Linked DNA regions of Mus musculus: region 2 is linked to region 1. The links are chromatin contacts, called in public HiCAR-type maps. All regions are on one chromosome and are shown on one strand. The core of a region is the stretch at or near the end of the contact, and the rest is flanking DNA. Distances in the headings are between cores, read along the strand shown.

Region 1 (5,147 bases), core at 1,362-3,861:
AACAAACAAACAAACAAACCTACTTTAGGCCGGGCGTGGTGGTGCACGCCTTTAATCCTAGCACTCAGGAGGCAGAGGCAGAGGCAGGCGGATTTCTGAGTTCAAGGCCAGCCTGGTCTACAAAGTGAGTTCCAGGACAGCCAGGGCTATACAGAAAAACCCTTCTCGAAAAACAAAAACAAAAAACAAACAAACAAAACCCCCTACTTTAATAAGGGTTCTTAAATGCATTAACCTCCCTTTTAGCCCCTTCCCAATAGAGCTGTAGGAAAGGAAAGGTTAATAAGGCCAAAGAAAGCAAAAACTTCCTGCTTCGCAGGGCCTCACTCTGTAGCTCAGGTTGGCTTGGATCTGTGAGGGAGAGGCAGTGACGGCATCCTCCCTAGGTTGTTCACGCGATCTATCTAATAGCATCTGATAGACATCCGTAAGCCTTAACGCTTTTAATAAGGGTTCAGTCCAATTTCAAGAAGCAGGAGGCAAGCTGAAGCCACACGGGAGCTTGTTCCCATTGGTCCCACTGCTCCCATGTGGGTGGTTCTCGCCTCACAGCCGCTTGTTCCCATTGGTCCCACTGCTCCCAGGTAGGTGGTTCTCCCCTCACAGCCGCTAGATGAGCTTCCTTGAGTTTTGTAGTCTAAGTATGGTCTCGATGATGATCAAATTGTCCCTTTATTACCTCTAGCTTATCCCTAAAAAGCATTGAGCTTTTCTAACCTTCTAATCCAGTTAGGGGACAGCTTAGGAACTGGAGGAAGGGATGCTAGGCTTAAATATTAAGTTCCTGTGATTTGGAACTTTTAACATCTCAGAGGAAAGCAGGAAGGGCTATGCTCATCTTACAAGGAGAACATCTTATGATTACTTCAGTCGAAAGGGGTAGATTTGAGCTCCTGGGAGAAGCTGCTGAAATATAACGGAACTTAATAAGAAGGGACTTAGTTAGCTGTGGTGTCCTTCCTAGGGAAAGAAGCCCTAATTGAGAGGTTGAGAGGTCACAATTCCTATAACAGTAAGCTGTTTTTACTCTGCCTTAGACAGCAATGCCTCTCTCCACAGTCCCCACTTCACCGTCCCGTTGACCTCTCTCCCTGAGGTAGTCTCACTAAAAACTACAGCTATTTCTAAAAGACTACAAGTTTACTGGTCCGTCTGTGTACAGATTTCTCAGATTTCCTTCCTCAAAGGTCACAACTGCGAGGAAGCTTTATAGAACAAGTTGTATTCTCCCATCCCTTGCCCAGGAAACTTTAGGGCAGAGAGAAAACTAAGATGGGTCCAGCCTGCTCACTATGTAGCCAAGGTTGCCCGGGAACTCCCAGCCTTCCTGCCTTCACCTCCTGAGTGCTGAAACTACAGGTATGTGCCAGCACTGGCTTGTTTCCTCCAGTTCTCTCTAATGTGTGTCAAAGGACTGGTGTCTACTGTGCATAAATCAGACTTCGTAAAGATCGAAGGAAACTGCCCTCGAGTGTTTGGAGGCTCGGTCTAGTGAAACACTCAGCAATTAGGGAGTGTCAGTCCTTCCTTCTGTGCCTCTCAACTCCCATATTCATGGTCTTTATCACTTGCTGCCTCTTTATTCCTTCACGATTGCTTAGGTTTTTAAAAAATAACCACCTTCCATTACTGGCACAGGTTCGCTCTGTATGTAGCTTGAAGAAAGACAAAGGAACCCACCCCCACCCGACTCCCCTTTGCGTACTGCATCCCCCCACCCCCACCCCCCTACAGCGGCGCTCACAGTCCTCATGCCCAAGCGAATGACTTCAGAAGGAGTAGTTTGCTTCAAGGTTTGAAGTTAACCACCCGGCTCATCCTGGCCTTGGGCGCATAGCAACACCAGGCCAGCAGGGGGTGCAGTGTATACAGGCCGTCAAAGACTTGTATTTCTGAATTTCCAAATTCTGAGATTGTTATGTAAACGTCTTTTAAAATATGTACAGAAGCCGCCAGATTTATTTACAACCAATAGGTATTTTTGTAATTATACAGATGAAACAGATACTTTTGGGGGGGGGGAACATTCATACGATACAGGTAAAATAAATGTGCTGTTCCCCACCCCTGACCCAATCCCCAAAGGAAAATGTTGATCTTGCCAGGTTTTTCTTGTACACTGAAAATATTGGTGCACCTAGAAATTTATTTTTTTATAGATGGGATCACACTTCATTTTGCAACTTTTCTTAGACATTTTAGGCACTGTGTGTGCCACGTTATTTGTTATTTCTTTTTTTAAAAAAGATAGCTGCCTAAGATTCCGGTGAATAACTGGAATGTAGCTCAGCCTATGTAACTGTTTTCCTAATGAGCTGTGGTTGCTTTCAGTTTTGTGACTAGATGACTTTCTCGCACAGAGACTTCGCTGTAAGTAAGTGACATTTTCAATTGTTCTGAAAGATATTTTTTAAAAAGTCATAATAGAGGATGTCACGTGACCTGAACATTTCACAGTCAGTCACAATAAGAACCCTGTGGTCTTGCTTGTCAGCTGTGCCCAGGGGAGAATGAGAGTGACGTGGCTCGCAGCAACGCCTACTCTGCGCACAGCTGCAGTCGGCACAGCAGCGCATTTGACTCAGAAGTCAAACCACAGAATGACAGCTCAGTGTCTGCTGAGAAGGGAAACTCTTTATTTGTTGTCGAGTGGGATGGTGTGACTGAGGTAGGCAGCCAGTGAGCTGAGGAGAGGACTGGAGCCAGCGGGCTGGAGGGAAGCCGATTGGCAGCCCAGCGCTCAGCTGCCCACGGGAGACCCAGGCTGCGGGTGGAGTGGTGGCTGTCCTCAGGGATGACACGTGCTCTGTTTTCCACAGTTGGCCGCCCCATCCCTGTTCAGCAGACTCTGAACCCGACCTCAGAGCAGATTGAAGAGCTGCATCAGACATACCTAGAGGAGCTAAAGAAACTGTTCAATGAACACAAAGGGAAATATGGGATTCCGGAGCACGAAACTCTGGTATTTAAATAACCTCCTTCCTCCAAGGCATAAGAAAGGAAGGCAAGAAAGCATCGTTGAGAAAATAAATAAATAATTTCTCTGGTTTTTGTTTTGTTTTTGTTTTTTGTTTGTTTGTTTTGACTCTAGAATCAAGTTGCAGCTGAAAAGAATTAGTGGTGAAGACCACTGCTGTTATTTTATACTGTGATAAATAAAAATACAGGAAAATGGAGGTCTGGGGTTATGACCAAGTGGTACAATGCTTACCTACCATGGGTAAGGCTCCAAGGTTGGTTCATAACAGTGGAAAATAAAAATACACTAGATGATTATAGCACAGGATTGAAGATGACTAAGACTTAAAAATCTTCTGAATTTAGGGAGACTATATCATTCTTCAGGTTCCTAAAAGTCTTAGAATTACTCATGCGCTCAGAGCAAAAGCAAAATACCAACTTCAAAGCGCCTCTAGACACTAACTGAGCAATTCTGTGGCTTAGGGTGGTATCGTCACTGAGCAGGGCAGCTGTTGTTTGGCACAGCTGGATATTTAGAGACTGTGTAACTTGGCTTACAGAAAGCTGGAGAGACAGGGCTCTTACGTAAACAGAACATTTGTCACCGAATCATGTCAGTTGTATACTGGGTAACCTAGGTCTTTCAGGTCACATCAATGCATTTTTTTTCTTAAATCAGTGCAGAATTGTTTTGCCATTTTTGAAGCAGGATGAGTCTGCCACTTGGAATCCCATAGGAATGGCCAGAGTCGTTTCGCTTTACACTCAGAAATGGGTGTATTTGCAGTGGCAAGGCAAGTCTTTTTGGAAGATAGCATCGCCCTGTTTTAGGATGCATTGTAGGGTGCTGGAGATGTGGTATGCAACAGGAACACTTGTAATCTTCTCCCCCAAGAGCCTTTTCACTTAATACAGAGTCGGGGCTTCTCTGCTTGCTGGTCTCTCCCTGGTGCCTGGCACAGCTTGGGGCGATCCCAGGGCATAAAATATGTACTTGCCCAGTGGGTGGAACAAATAACATTGCTATAATGTGAAGCTTCTCCTAAAGCTATTCCATAGTAATAGGACCTGTTACAAGCCAGGACCCACAGGAAATGGGAACACTTCCTGCTCTCTAGTTGGCCCACACCAATAATTGACAATCCTACACACTGTCATAAGCTAGTCAGGTGTTGGCTATTTAGTCACTGAGCGGGAGACTGGCACTAAAACCAAGGACCTTTCCAAACCTTCTGCGCTACAGCTGCTTGTGATTAACTCCATCCAACCACAGGTCGCTCCTGTTAACAGGCTTCAAGTTCTCAAGTGTAAAGTCTGGAGAGAACCTGGAATGTGCTCAGTGCCATGCCAGGGCTGGAGAGATAGGCTTTCGAGGACAAGGACTTGAGCTGCAGTGACTAGAACATACAGAAACGCCAGGCACTGTGCTGTGTCCCTGGAATCCGACCCCTGAGGAGATCAAGGAAAGTGGACCACAGGAACTCACTGGCAGGGCAACCCAGTGAGAGACCTTGACTCAGAAAAGATGGCAGACAGCCCCTGTGGAAGGACAGCAGAGAGTGTCCTCTGGCTTCGTTGTGCGTGCCATAGCCATGCACATATGTCCCCATGCATATGTGTGTGCATGCATACATACTACACACACAAAAATCATGCTACACGACAGCAAGAGTGGGAAAGTGGTTCACATAGGGCAGCATGATCCTTCCCAGGTGCTCCACACGCGCCATCTGAGGATCTGTTGTCCCAAAGCTTTGAAATCCATCGTTTTGCCAAAGCAGAGCCTTTAAGTTATTAGAGACCCATGAATCCATCCTTTGAAGATGCTTTTCAAAAGCCTGGGATTGTGATTTCTTGATTTCACAGAGGAGTAAATTTTAATTCCATTTAGTGACGAGGCCAGGCTGATTGTCCATCACAGCTGGATTGCCCAGCTGGCAGCCGAAGTGCAGGCTTGGCAAAGCAGAGTTTGCAAATTGAAGAAAACATTCTCTCGTGAATTTATACAAAATTTTGATCTTAAAAAATGTTAGGCCTAAATGACTCGCAACTTGACATGTGGGAAACGTTATTTTCGATACCTATTATAGACGAGGGTGAACTTACCTCGTAACTTCTTAGGGTCTCCTGGAGACTTAATCAGGCCATGCCAGTGGTCTCTCGGATATTTAGCATAGCTGTAAGTA
Region 2 (5,554 bases), core at 1,035-3,534, 2.2 Mb after region 1:
ATACACGTACACACACATGCCACACAATGCACACACAGTCACATACAACTCATGCAGATAGCATACACACACACACATGCAATGCACACACACATCCCACACAACTTGCACACACACACTGGCAAATTTAATATCTAATGGAATGACTCACCAAAAGTGGGGGGAAAGTATTTCAAAGGAAAAGAGATGTTAATAACTAAAAACTCCAAGTTAGAGATAATAGATTCTACTTTGTAAAAATCTAAAGAAATTGCAGGTCCAAGATGCATTATTTTTTTTTCCTCCATAGCCCCGTTATCTCACTGAGAGGCAATAATTAAAATGAGGCCCTTTAAAAGGCATCTGAATCTATTTTATTTCTTCAAAGGCATTGAACTCGAATGCCTGGGCTCTTATTTCCAAAGAGCAGGTACTTATCAAAGCATGTAAGTAAGGCAAGAAAAAAAAAGTTGCTTATTATAATTTGTGCCCTTTTCAAGAATGGCGTGAAGTGTTTAGAGCATTTAAAAGAGCCATAATAATACACATATTTCTGCCTGTCCATCCAGCTGGGGATCATACATGAAGCTGCGATAAAACTGTAGCTTTCTGGTACGACAGGGCAGTGGGTATGTGATCATGGTGAAGGTAACTAATGCCATTGCAGTGCTATGGAAACATAAAAAGAAGAGGCTAAGACCAATTAGGAACCAAGGGGAGGTGGCACGGGAGATAGAGTAAGTACTGACAATGTGATGGTAAATCTCATTTTCAAATCAACCCGATTTGTTGTCACTAACAGGCATGTCTACGAGAGTATCTTCTGAGAGGTTTAAACGAGGAAGGAAGACCCATACTGATAGCAGGTGACCCTTGTCCCATGACCTGTGGTCCCTGTTTCTCCCACTTTGCATTAGGATTAGAAAGCAGTTCTTGGGGGATAATTTGTTCTTTTAGTGTATTTCTGAGCATCTTTTGTTTTCAGAGACATCCGTTCCAAATCCCTGGAGCCTGTGAATGTACTTGCACAGAAAGGGGGGCATTGCAGATGTATTTAGGATGAAAGGCCTGGATATCATGAGATGGTCAAGGCCATGGCATAAATCTTTATCAGCAAAAGAGAGAAGCAGAAGAAAGGGTCAAAGAGATGTAACATATAATGACCTTGACCCACGATGGTTTGCTTTGACAATGGAAGAAGGAGCCATGGCCAAGGAAGGTGATTTCAGTCTACATTCAACAAAATAGGGACTTATACCTAACAAATTCAAGGATCTGAATTCTAGGACAACAACAATGAGCACGAAACACATTTTCCTTGAATTCCTTCAGAAAGAGACACCGCCCTGGCGAATGCCCTGACCATAACCAGGTGAGGTTTTTGTCTTAGTCAGGGTTTGTATTCCTGCACAAAAACATCTTGACCAAGAAACTAGTTGGAGAGAAAAGGGCTTATATAGCTTACACTTCCAGATTGCTGTTCATCACCACAGGAAGTCAGGCCAGGAACAGAAGGCAGGAACTTGGAGGCAGGAGCTGATGCAGAGGCCATGGAGGGATGCTGCTTACTGACTTGCTCAGCTTGCTCTCTTATAGAACCCAAGACTACAAGCCCAGGGATGACACCACTCACAATGAGCTGGGTCCTCCCCCTTTGATCACTAATTGAGAAAATGCCTTACAGCTGGATCTCATGGAGGCATTTCCTCAAGGGAGGCTCCTTTCTCTGTGATAACTCCAGCATGTGTCAAGGGGACACACAAAACCAGCCAGTCCAGGCCTTTACCAGCTTCTCGCCTATATGAAACATCAAAGCTACTTAGCACTAGATTTGTAGTCATTGGTCATAGAAGCAGCAGAAATCTATTGACAAAATTCAAATCCTACCAAGCCAGGTTCAGCCAAGTCTCACTCAGTGCTCAGGACACTGAGAGATCAGGTGTAGTCATTTAGATTTGGTGATCAAAAAGTCAGCTCACAGGAGTGGCTCAAACCCAAGAGCACATTTGCATCCTTTCTACATTCATAACCCGAGAGGTTCATGTTCTCAACTGGATGACAAATGCACTCACTCATTTTTAAGACATCGGTACAGAGTCCCAGCAAACGACAGGAAATAGAAACCTCAAGTGTTCAAGATACGAGTAGGTCTGTACACCCAGCTTAGCTAGATTCAGACTCCTGAAACCCCTCGGCAAGCAGTCCTCCTGTAGCTGGAAAGCCCCTACACTTTCACTGGAGAGTCCAAGGAAAAACAAGCAGAGTTATCTACCTCTGCTTTATGACACAGACGTAGACTCACTGTTACAGCTGTTGCACATGGCCTGTAGAGGAGAGACACAGGTCTCATGACCCTGTAACCCTGAGCACATCCTGTGACTTAGCTTCCTTTCTCTTTCAGATGCATTTTCCATTTAGATTTAAATGTTTAGTGTTGTAGACTATTGAGGAATTCACATTTTTTTCCTTTTTTTTTTTTTTTTTTTGCAACATAAACTTTAGGTTGTACTTGTTTATAAAGTTGCTGGCAGAAACAAAATTTCACCTAAAACTTTAAATGGCTAAACATATATCTCCAAATATCTAAACATCATCTCCAGTACCCTAGCCTCTGCTCTTTGCATGGTTCCCTCCCACCCTGAAGTGAACACACTGCAGGTACCCTGCCCTGTGTCAGTGTGGCTGCAAGTGGGACCAGCTGACCAAGGAACAAACTCTTTCTCAACCTCTCTGAAATGATAATGTGCTTAGAGTAAGTCATATGAGTCATGGAGACAAAACTAACCCCGACAGAGTGAGAGAGAGCAAGAGAGGAGAGAGAGGAGAGAGAGAGAGAGAGAGAGAGAGAGAGAGAGAGAGAGAAGCTCTCATTGCCTAATCAGTGATTGACAGGGCAGGGTAGACTTGGGCAGGGGGAACCATTCCTGTTTTTGTTTTTCTTTTCCTTTTTAAAAATTAATTAATTATTTTATTTATTATCATCCCAAATGTACCCTGGGCCATGCTCTTTGGTTTGTGGCTCAGAGTCTGAGCCACATTTTTTTTTTTTCTGTCAGCTGTGTGGATAGGGGTTTTCCCGAGACCATGAACCTTCAGAGTCCTTTAAAGGATGCTCTATGACTGAAGTGAATCTTTTGCTTCTCTTAGGGTAGAGGAACCTGACTTGCTCTACCTTATCATGGTCCAGTCCCCCTTTGGCAAGTCCCATGCTTCTTGTAAGTAGTCATGCCTCTCACTGATGATGATCATTTTAGTACTAGCATTTTTACTTAGATGTAAAACATTTGAACCAGTTCTTTCTGTTGCTAAGGTCAGGTATCTTAATCAATTTGGTAGTGTGACAAATGAAAACTAAACAAAACGAACGAACAAACAAACAAAATACAGAGTAGCTTTGTGCTCTGAATAATCTTCTTAACATCACAAAGAACATCTTAGATTTTCAGAACTAAAAAGCATCTTTCCAGGTCTTAGTGTTTGCCATTTTATTTTAGAAGCAATCCAAAGGTTAATAACATGGTCACAGTTGCATTGCCTGGAAACCACACTTGCTAGTTTAAAAAAAAAAAAAAACAAGATGCATTTTTCAAATTGATTGTGGTACTCAGGAAGGTTCTGGAAGAATATTATCTGTACATGTTGGTATGCCAATAAACATTATTATAGCACTTTCAGAACAAATTTATAGCTTTTCGTCCTGCACTTTATAATAATAAAGCAAAACAAAATACAATTTTATTCACTTTTTAAAAAATGACATCTTCTTTTAGAACAAATGGCTGATTTTAAATAAACAAAGGATATGAAAAACATAAAAAGTAAGTATCTTTACACAGCAGTTCTTCCCATTCGCAGTACCTTCCCCAGTATGACAGAGTTTTAACATCTCTCACAATTGGTGAAGATTTCCTAGCTACATGCAATTCCTTTCTTTTCATGCCAGAGTTAGGACAAAGGGATCCTGAGCAGCTTATTAAATAAACAATGCATGTTCAAGAATAATTCAATTATCATATCTCACTGAATATTAAGTTCTGTTAAGTTTTTTGTTGGCTTGTTTGCCGAGTCAAATGTTGGTGCCTGTGTTCTTTTTATAGAATATGTGATTTGAAAGGCCAAAAGTTATTGGTCATTTTGACAGCCTTAATTAGTCATTTAAATTTGTAATTACTGAAACCATTACAGGGAGGGAAAAGCTCAGTGCGTTGATCATAAATGGTGTCATCTTTTCAAATAGACTCCCTGCCAATCTTTTGTTAAATTCTGCCATTTTGGTAATAAGCTTAAATTAAAGAGCTCCCCAGCTTCCCAAATTCTATGTCAGGAGAAAAGGTATGCTTTAATTAGATTAGAAAAACAAAGAACTTTCATATATCTCAGAAGCAGAAATGAAAGGGGCCTTTGAATGGTGCAGTTCTATGAGCTCTCTTCATTTTAGACCCAGGCATGTCCACTTCAGTCCAATTGTAGAATATTAATGCTTTCCCAAGGCAAATGTTTTTGTCTATTGCCACTAACTCATTCAAATTCATTAAATGTTATTATTTCTACATCATTAAATGTAGGTCAACATGTCTAGTCCAGCAAACACCAGCATTTATTTCCATCCTGGAAACACTGTTGTGAATGATAAGCAAACAAATATGACTCTGAAGGAAAGAAAGCCCCTTGTTGGTAAACAGGAAAACCATCATATCAAGACTAAAAGAGACAATGTAATAGATGCAATTTGCAATCCAACCACTCCGTGCTTATCTTGCCAAAAAATGTGTTTGTGTAGAAGGAGAAGAATGGAATGATGTTCCTTTTAGAACTGAAAGATCCTTTGTTGGCAAAACTTAACCCATTCTGTCCCAACCCCATAGCTGAGTGTACTGGCTAGTTTTGTGTCAACTTGACACAGCAGGAGTTTCAATTGGGGAAGTGCCTCCATGAGATCCAGCTGTGGGGTATTTTCTCAATTAGTGATCAAATGGGGAGGTCCCTTTGTGGGTGGTGCCAAGTCTTGGGTTCTATAAGAGAGCAGGCTGAGCAAGCCAGGGGAAGCAGGCAAGCCAGTGAAGAACATACCTCCATGCCCTCTTCATCAGCTCCTGCTCCCTGACTTGCTTGAGTTCCAGTCCCGACTTCTTTCAGTGATGAACAGCAATGTGGAAATGTAAGCTGAACAAACCCCCCCCCCCCCCCCCAACTGCTTCTTGGTCATGATGTTTGTGCAGGAATAGAAACCCTGACTAAGCCACTGAGAAACAACTAAGCACCAAAACTGACACCCTAGAGAGCATCACTCCCAATATCTCATGCCGCTCAGATGTCACAAGTGAAACTGTTCAGTGGAATAAAAGTATCACTAGTGGTTCACATTCAGAAGCTGTTTTAGAAACTTGGACCGAATGGCTTCCTTTACTCTTGGGTGCTAACTCCATATCAAATGAGGCTCTTCCTCTCTTCCTACCTGGTAGAGTATTTGCACCATTTAGGAGAAGCTCAGATCATGAAGTCAGACTGCTTGCGATAGACTGTAAATTCACCATTCACTTGCCAATCAAGGGCAAGTTCCTTGTCTGTGAGCATT

The links. HiCAR-type assays count read pairs that join an accessible place to other places.
Region 2: a contact with region 1 is called in a HiCAR-type map of Th17 cells, with 5 times the contacts expected there. The contact joins two enhancer-like sites. A contact is called at or near these places in 2 of 39 promoter capture datasets (liver and pre-B cells) and 3 of 115 datasets of contacts at active chromatin or transcription factors (Th17 cells, regulatory T cell precursor and thymic regulatory T cells).

The regions. Positions count from the first base shown.
Region 1 is chr1:78,535,125-78,540,271 of GRCm38.p6, forward strand. It overlaps Mogat1 (monoacylglycerol O-acyltransferase 1), which reads left to right. Exons shown (of 7, transcript NM_026713.3): 7 at 2,820-3,049. The coding sequence ends at 2,974. Among named protein-coding and RNA genes, the nearest start is that of Mogat1, 27 kb to the left of the region's middle. Within about 2 kb of position 2,612, at least 301 of the 459 cell types and tissues checked have an H3K27ac peak or open chromatin away from gene starts, as enhancers often do. A contact at or near this core is called in Th17 cells, regulatory T cell precursor and thymic regulatory T cells, where this site is marked.
Region 2 is chr1:80,744,192-80,749,745 of GRCm38.p6, forward strand. The region is part of intron 1 of Dock10 (dedicator of cytokinesis 10); the gene reads right to left. Among named protein-coding and RNA genes, the nearest start is that of Dock10, 12 kb to the right of the region's middle. Within about 2 kb of position 2,285, at least 71 of the 459 cell types and tissues checked have an H3K27ac peak or open chromatin away from gene starts, as enhancers often do. A contact at or near this core is called in Th17 cells, regulatory T cell precursor and thymic regulatory T cells, where this site is marked.